Regions from separate parts of the Mus musculus genome. Here region 2 is linked to region 1. Evidence: chromatin contacts called from public HiChIP or PLAC-seq data. All regions are on one chromosome and are shown on one strand. The core of a region is the stretch at or near the end of the contact, and the rest is flanking DNA. Distances in the headings are between cores, read along the strand shown.

The links. HiChIP or PLAC-seq counts read pairs in DNA pulled down with a chosen protein or histone mark.
Region 2: a contact with region 1 is called in a BATF HiChIP or PLAC-seq map of CD8 T cells, with 20 read pairs. The contact joins two enhancer-like sites. A contact is called at or near these places in 2 of 484 Hi-C or Micro-C datasets (embryonic stem cells and nephron progenitors), 2 of 115 datasets of contacts at active chromatin or transcription factors (CD8 T cells and Th17 cells) and 2 of 9 other capture datasets (adipose tissue and pancreatic islet).

What each region holds. Positions count from the first base shown.
Region 1 is chr2:102,691,166-102,695,599 of GRCm38.p6, reverse strand. The region is part of intron 1 of Slc1a2 (solute carrier family 1 (glial high affinity glutamate transporter), member 2); the gene reads right to left. Among named protein-coding and RNA genes, the nearest start is that of Slc1a2, 35 kb to the right of the region's middle. Within about 2 kb of position 3,004, at least 20 of the 459 cell types and tissues checked have an H3K27ac peak or open chromatin away from gene starts, as enhancers often do. A contact at or near this core is called in CD8 T cells and Th17 cells, where this site is marked.
Region 2 is chr2:102,954,910-102,959,381 of GRCm38.p6, reverse strand. Gm34483 (a long non-coding RNA gene) reads right to left here. Exons shown (of 6, transcript XR_866583.2): 5 at 2,268-2,468. Among named protein-coding and RNA genes, the nearest start is that of Gm34483, 16 kb to the right of the region's middle. Within about 2 kb of position 2,286, at least 60 of the 459 cell types and tissues checked have an H3K27ac peak or open chromatin away from gene starts, as enhancers often do. A contact at or near this core is called in CD8 T cells and Th17 cells, where this site is marked.

The DNA of each region.
Region 1 (4,434 bases), core at 1,755-4,254:
ACCCAGGTCCTCCTCTTTTTCATGGAAACTGAGAACAATCATCACAAAATTAAAATGTTTCTAATGCACTGGAGCGAGGGCAAGAGGAATAGAATGGACCTTTGACCTTTAACTGAATTTCTCAAATGGATTCAATCTCAGGCCTCATAGTTAAGGCTCCGAAAAGCAGTAAGATCGAAAGAACATACAGCCCATGACTGTTTTCAGTTAAATTCTATGAAAAGTCAAGTCTATAAGGATGTAGTTAAAGTTGGAAAGAGTACTCAGCCCACATAGCCAACTTAACTGGGAGAAAGAGAACTTGAAGAGTGAATCTGAAACCAACTGTCTGTGGATTAAATTCACTAAAATGTATGCCACACAGAAAAGTAACCTGGCACACAAGAAGTGCTTTGTAAAGAGTAGACCTTTTGCTGTTGCTATCACTGTTATTAGGAGGCTGTTCTGACTCAAAACCTCTAAATACTTTGCCACATTTAGACAATGCAGATTAAATAGACAATATACTGCTTCTTTTCTTTCTTTGTTTTTTCAGTCATAAACCTCTAAGAAAGCAAACTCCCAGAGCCAGGCACCCCTGCCTCTGCCACACTCCCTGGGAGCGACCACCTAGCAATCTGGGAGCTCAGATGACTTCACTTGAGGCTTGAGAAGATGCCAAAGGCTCTCCGTGAGAGCCAGCCCAGAGAGACAGACATTCGATCGAGTTTTTCCAATGAGAAGCATATGTCCAGGGTACACACACACACACACACACACACACACATGTATGGAAAGAAACAATGTGAAGTACATTTTGTCCCAAGAACTGATTCATACTTATCCTTTGAGGACTAACTTTTTCACTTAAATCCCAGGCCAATGGAAAGATGGTTCTGAGAACAACTTCTGGGCAATCGATCATCCGAGTGGCAGTTGCCAGTGGGAAACATAAAAGTTGGGACAAGTCCAGGTGTCCACGGAATTGTTTAAATAAAATTGTTAAGACCAAAGGGCCATTGATCGCCTCTGTTTTTCCTTTCTATGACCATCTCTCTAGAAACATCAAGTCAGTCCCACTCAATCAGCCAACACCGTGGCCTGCATGTTCTCGCTAAGTAGGGTTCATTATATTGTTAAATAGGCACAAGATGATTCCAAACAGTGTATGAAAGGTCAGATCTGCTATGAGTCACATATTTCCATAACCTGTCTAAGCATATCATGTAATCCCTTGGCTAGCTTTTGAAAACCCCAAGAGCTCACTGGCATGATAAGACAACCCAGTTAGCAAGCAAGCAGGCTCTCTACTATAGCTGTTCAACATAAGATGCCAATACTCTTGACCTCTTCAGACACAGAAGAGAGGCGCACACTTGAATTAAGATGACCCTGGCTCTCTGTATGGTTCAACTCCACCTAAAGGTTCCACAGAAAGGCTCTGGAATTTTCCTTGGTTCTTGAGGCATAGCTTTGGCCCTGATCAGCATGCACACTAACCTTCTCTGAATGCTGTGCTCCTTGGGCCTCTTCATGGACACATTCGGGAGGCTTAAGTCTAGGTGACCTCTTGGTTAAGGAGTTTTAGTTTAAATCCCAGCTAATCTGCGCTGCTGCGGGGACTGCTCTGATCTCTTGACACATCTTAGTTCAAGTCTACAGAGAACAGCAAAGTCAGTGCAAACAAAAAAGTGTTATCAGGTTCCCCCATTTCCTCTCCTCCACACAGTTCTCCTCCACCAGCAGCCCCCTCGTCTCCTCTATCAACAGAGTCCTAGCAGAGCCAGTGCCTCTCCCTGCAGAGCCAGGGCTAAGGCGGCTTAGTGGCTGAGAGTCCATCCCAGGTGGGCACGCCCTGCTTGTTTGCAGTGCTCTGGGTATTTTTAGCATCTGTCTATAGGGAAAAGGCTAAGCCACACCGCGTGGCTGTTATGCTACTAATGACACCCTGAGCTCCAAGAAGCAGCAGTCACGGCAAATACTGACGCTTCAGGTGCAAGAAAACAACACTTCACTGAAAAATCACACCCTTGTGGGGGTGGGGGAAAGAAAAGTTCATGAATTAAGCTTCCACGAGGTATTACATAGCTCTGGTATAAGTTACCTAACTGTGGGAATTTCTGAGTAGTAGTTACATGTATTCCTCCTCTTTCTCTCTTTTGTTTTCTTTCCATTCCTTTCCTTCTGCTTCCCTTCCCTATTGTCTTCTCAGCATCTCTTTGGAGAACCACCCATCTCTACACGCTCCATGAAAGTACAAACAATAATCCATATTTAGCCAATCGGAGTGAACGTTTCCTCACTGGTTACACCAGGAATGAATGGAACTGGAGTTCACCCAACTAGAATCTTCCCTGGGGGCCTTTCTGGATCGTCAGAAAAAAAAAAGAGGCAGTTTTCATTGCTGTAATTATTAACTATGAAGGCACCGTATGCCTTGAGCTTGACCCATCATTGCCTGGAACAAAGATAACTCAGAACCAAGCTCAGCTAAGAGACTGAGTAACAGATTGGCCCCCCAGTCCTGCTGCATCTAAATCCCTGGAATTCCTGAACACCTCAGTGAGACTCAGTTACATCAGCCAGTAAGACTCCTTCCTCTTTCCCTTTGGCGTGGCACCAAGAATACTTGAAGAAATCTGGATATAGGGCTGTCGTTAAATGTTTTAATTTTTAAAAACTTTAAAGCAGAGAGACAATAAGTAACCCACAAATCTGTCCACTGATTTCCACTGTGCTGGTTCAGAGGCACCCAGATTGCCTTTCTCTCCTACAGAAAGTGGGAGACCATAAGCTCCCTTTGGCACTTCCAGAAAATAACAGGCTCCACGGCACCATTTCATTGGCTGCCTTTCCAAGAAAAGCTATGTATCCCTGGTGGCCTTCAGGAGCTGCACACAGAGGGTGAGAATGGGATTTTGCACACAGACCCTTCAGGGAGGGGAGATGGCTATGATGATGAGCAGAACAATATGACAGATGACAGTGGCCTGCACGCATCCTCCAACCGACTCACATTCTCTTAAGGTTAAATGCTCACCACAATGGGCCCATTTGATGGGTGGAGACAGTGCATTAGCCAACATGCCCAAGACTGCACAGCAAGTGGGATGTGAACCAGACTTAAAAGGAAAACATTTGTGCCACAGAGGATGTGTTCAGCCACCGGGTTGACCTTTCTATGGATTCACCTGCTCGTTGTGGCCCTGAGCAACCTTGAAAGTTTTCACCACAACAGAGAGTCAACTTCTCATGAAAAATGTACCTACTATTTGTGAAAGTACAAATCATGCCTTCACATTTATCCTAAAACATAGACACCTACGATTCTGTTTCAAACATTTGAGATATCTATTTCCTGTGATACAGTACTGAGAGGAACTTAACAGGTTTGGTACAGGGGATTGAATTCAAGCACTCTTCCACCCAGCTATATCCCCAGTCCTTAAATATTCCCTCTGAACCTTAGCCTTCCATCTAACTCAGCTTTGACTGCCAGGACACTACAAAAGCTAAAAATCTACAACCAGCTGAGTTAAACACACAGAGGAGAGTGCACATACAGAAGAGATTCATCCGTGTGTCGAGCAGATAATGAGGTCTTAGAAATTACAGAATTGTGCAACAGTAGAGTACTTACTGAGTCAGTTACTTGAGCTATCTGTGACTTAAAATACATGTACACTGCCTGGATCGTTGACGATACATTAAGAAAGAATATAGGAGGAATGTATCTGATAGATTCCTAAATAAAATAGCACACTTCAAACAGCATGCATTCGTTTTTGTTGTTTTATTTTTATTTGATTTGGTTTGCTTTCATTAGGTTTGGTTTGGTTTCGTTTGGTTAAGCTTGGTTTGGTTTTGCAAGGTTTAGTTTGGTTTGGTTTGGTTTGGTTTGGTTTGGTTTGGTTTGGGGTGAGGTTTTATATATATACTTGACACAGGGTTTTACTGTGAGGCTCGGGTTTGCTTGGAACTTGCTATTATAGTACTGATGGTTAGTTTTTTTCATCAACATAACATAAGCCAGAGTCATCTAAAAAAAATAGGAAAGTGCAATTGAACAAATGTCTCCATCAGATTGGCCTATAGGCAAGTCTATGGAGCATTCTCTTGATTGATGATCAATGTAGGAGGGCCTAGCCCAGTATGGAGAGAGACATGTCTGAGCAGGTGGTCCTGAGTGAGCAAGCCAGTGAACAGCACTCCTCCATGGCTCTCCTCCAGTTCCTGCTTCCAGGTTCCTGCTCTGAGATACTGTCTTGACTTCCCACGGTGATAGACCGTGGCCCAGATGTTTAAGTCAAATAAACTCTTTCCTCCCTATATTGCTTTTTGTCAGTGTTTTATCACAGCCAGAGGAAAGCAAGATGGGACAACACCCAGGCCAGCCTCCAACTCCCAGCCATCCTCCAAAGTACTGAAGTGACAACGAGGGTGAGTCCCCATGCC
Region 2 (4,472 bases), core at 1,037-3,536, 260 kb before region 1:
AGTAACATGTGAGTCTAGTAAATCTACTTTTCTGAACCTGATGTGTGTTTCTTCTTCTGTCTGAACCCAACCGATCATCACAGAGAAGAAGCTGGGATGTCTCAATGTACCGCAAGGACATTGTGAAAGAATCTTCACACCGGCAGTGTGGGCAGAGGGTCCAGCAGGAATACTTTCCCTGTACAGATGGTGAATGGGGAACGTGCCACCCCAAGGTGAAGCTTGAAGGAAAAGATGAGTGAACAGGACAGTACCTGGGAGGACAGCCAGGAAGCAGGTGTGGCGGGAAGGGGAGCCAAGAAGACATTGGTGGGAAGTGAAGTCAGAGGGAAGGGCCCAGGCAGGTCACCAGAGGTTGTGAGGCTTGGCTCTTTCTCAGAGTACTGTGGAAGGCCCTGGGTGTGTATATGTGTGGAAGGGGGCGTGCTAATGGAAAGAACAGTATGCTATGACTTCAGTTTAATTCATATAGACTGCATGGAAAGAATTCACAGGAGGTAGGTGAAAGTGCGACAGAGCCAGTTAGGAAGTCAAAAAGATGAGCGAATCCAATGTCCTGACAGCTGCAGTGGAGATGGTGAGAACCGGATGTATCTTATGTCACTGATGAAATCAGATTTACTGTTTGGAAGCGGGCCGTGAATCAAAGTGAGGTGGCAAGGTTTGGCCTGAGCAGCTGAAAGAATGGAGTCCTTGTCAACTGAGACGTGGGAGAGCAGGTGTCGTGGGAGCTTCTGAAATTCTGTTAGCATGCGTTAGGATGGACGGCTGTTAGGTATCCAAAACAGGAGTGATAAGGAGGCTGGTGAAGGTAATGAAGCTGGAGTTTGAAAGTCAGGCTGAAGACATGCATTTGGGAGTTGGTGTTGACTGTCTTCAGACTGGATGAGGTCACTTTGGGAGGAGACAAATGGAGATAAGAGAAGCCCTCTAATGAAGGGTCCTCAGCGATCAGCCCTGCCCTCGGGCCTGCTTCCATAGCAGGAAGCAGATATACTGCTGGTAGAAGAGTTAGCTCCAAGGCTGGCTTTACTCCAGATGGCTGGGTTGTTCCAGGTGTAAAGATGACTGAGGTAATATTCTGTCTCCAAAGTTGGACGTCAGTGGAAACCAAACCTTCTGTGAGGAGTGCCACAAGCAAAACTCTTAGCTCTGTCCCAAGCTCAGCTGGGATTTGACTTGCAAGGGGCCACCCTAGGACGAGCCAGTGCCATAGTTTCCTCCCATGGTCTTTGGTTAAGCGCAGGGCATTCCGTTCTTGTGGTAGAGCATCCAGTCTTTGGACAAGCAGGGCATCCTTCCCACAGTGAGCTGTGACTGAGAGCCGGGACCTGGAGAGGTACTACCCCACACATTTTATTCATTAGCTGAAAATCTCTCAATGTTTTCCATTCTCCTTCCAATGAGTCACCAAATGAATAGAGCCCCTGCTCAAAACTTAATCCGAACCACACAGGATTTTATGGTTTGAACAAAAAGAAGAAATGTAAGGACAGGCTCCAAGGCTGATCTTAATGTTCACAGCTAGATGGCAAGGGGGAATGACAACCTTGAAAGGCTTGCCACCACCTCTGCTCTTCCCATGATGATGTCAAGGAACTTCGATAAGATTCTTCACAGGCGATTATTAAAAGCAGCCTTTTCAAAACAACAACAACAAGAAGAAATCTAATGGAAATTCTAATATAGATGTCTATAATAAATATCCATAAATATAAAAAAGCAGCTTTTTCTCTTGACAGACATTTAGTGGTGACATTGCCAGTTCTGAGTGTCTGTTCTATGCTAGATATTTTGCTTTGTCTATTTAAGATAGGAAGCTTATTTATCTAAGATTTTAATTAATTGATTGGTTTATTAAATACCGACATTAGCAAATCTTTTCTTATTGCTGAGACAAAATACCCTAGGGAAACAACGTAGGCTTCTAGTGTAAGGTTCCAGTCCACCATGGAAGGGAAGGCATGGTGACAGCAGCTCAGGTGACCACATTGTAGCTGCAGTCAGAATGGAGAGAGAGAGAGAGAGAGAGAGAGAGAGAGAGAGAGAGAGAGAGAGAGAGAGAGAGAGATGCTGGTGCCCAGCTTGCTTTCTCTGTTTCATCCAGTCTAGGACCTCTCTGCCCACTGGCACAGGCCACAGTTAGGTGAGCCTTCTCTATTCAACTAATCTTGAAACTACCTCACAAATATGCCTCGAAGCTTGTTGCCATGGTGACTCTATATCCTGTCACATATACAGTCATTATTAATCACCACAATACCTACTCATCAAATGACTCTCAGATCTCAGGTCTGGTGCTTTGTGTTTCACATGAGACGATGAACGAGGCACATGAGTCTTCTACAGTAGCTGCAGCAGGAAGGGTAAAAAAGGCAGCAGATCCATCAGCTCATGGGAAACTTACTAAGTGCTATGAGGTACTGTCGGGCTGCCAGCCCAGAGGGCGCGTCTTCATGAACTGCAGGCTAAACATAGAAATAAAAGCAAGTTACATTTTTTACAGCTTATTGTTATTTCTGACTTAGGAAATGGTTTTTGGAGAGTCACAGCAGGATTTTTAGAAATGAGATTGCTTGTCCCTGAGTTAGGATATTAGCAACATCCATGACCTCATGAAGGCAGCTTACATCTCCTAACATGCTTTTCAAATGACGTAGCTTTGCCTCGCTGAAGAAATAAATCAAAGGAACGGCCCAATCACCCCAGAACTATGATCTACATCTACCCAACAGCTGTTTTCACTTGTGCCGGCCCACTTTTCAGGGGCTTGTAATGTCTAGGAAAGTCTTTGTGACATAGTTGAGAAAATAGTTTAAAACTCACTATGGGGCCCTTGATTGTGGGAAAAGTAGATCACACCTTCTCCTCAAGAGGAATGATGTATTGAGGTCCACAGACAACATGGGCTGAGCCTTGTCCTTCTTAAACTGCTTCCACGGGCTGACCGAGGCCAGCCCACACCAGAATCCTATGATTTGACAGCTTGTCTAATTGGATCACAAGCCACAAATCTTACATAGCAGCTCAGACATGTGGTCATTTTCCTGGCTTTTGGATATTTCTGACTGATACTTCTACAGCAGAAACTCATGTGTTTACCCAGCTTCCCAATCTGACCTCACGTGGTCAGTCAGAGTCATAAGTGTGACAAAACCCCTCTTCACTGTAGCTGCACCAGTTGGACCTGGACATCCCATGGTCATTTAGTCTGTGCATTTTGAATGGTTGTTGATCTTTGTAGTAGCCTCCATATGCTTCAAGAAGAACCAAAATGTTTTCTGGATGAGGATTGAGAGCTACACTTATCAGTGTGTACTTAAAAGTCATGCTAAATGGACTCAGTAGGTTGTGATTATATATGTACATATACATGTACATGTACAAGTAAAAATACAAATACAAATACATATATACACATACATATACATATTATAGTAATTATAGAAGATGTCCCAAACTTAATAGGGAGTAGGGGAACACAGAAAGAGTTGTGGGGAGAGGGAGGAATAGATATGAAGTAAATACAACACCCAGGTATAAAATTCTCAAAATAAAAAAGACAATTTAAATTGAAAAATCTCTTCTAAGATGTCATCTGAACTTATCCTCACTTAGATAGACAGTAAGTCTATACATTGCCTCTGTGGAATCTTTCAGCTGATTTTTATGAACAGGAGTAAGAAAGCCAAGAGACCCAACTGAAGCTTTCTTTACTTGAGGAAGAGGCTGGTCTCTAAGCATCACCCCCTGACACACAGACACACAGACACGCAGATACACAGACACACACACACACATACACACACACACACACACACACACACACACACACACACACACACACACACACTCCTTGCTGTTCCTGGTCCTTAAAACTGACCACATCTCTTCCTCCTTCACTACCGATCAACACCAGCACCTCCCAGTGTTTGAATGGTCTGATGCTGAATTTCATGTTTTCAGTTGGCTTCTATCTGAATTGCACACCCACCTGGTTCTGCAGCCACAGGTTGCAGATGTCTTTGGTTCTTCGAGGCTTGCAGTTCTGCTGTGACTCATGGTCCCTCGCTTTGGATCCTCACTTTCTCTCTCAGTGAAACTCTGAACCCCCCCCACCCCCCCACATCTTGACCCTGCCTGACTCAGATCCTGTCAACCTGGGACGTGCTGCCCTGCTGTAACTTTCCCCTTCCTCTAAGTAACCTCTGGCAATCATGGATACATGGATATGTGGATACATGGATATGTGGTGCTTTCTCATACAAACTCATCATAGAAAGTATGGCGGGGTACCACAGCGGCATTGTGATGTTTGAAATCCAGGCCCTGCCTTTATGTTTTATGTTGCTATCTTAGTGTGTTTTCTGTGAACGCCTGACAAGAGGAATATCCAAAGAGAAGTTGTTTGCTTATGAAATTTCCAGATATTGAAAATCTAATGCTGAGGACTCATTTCTGTTGAGAGTCTT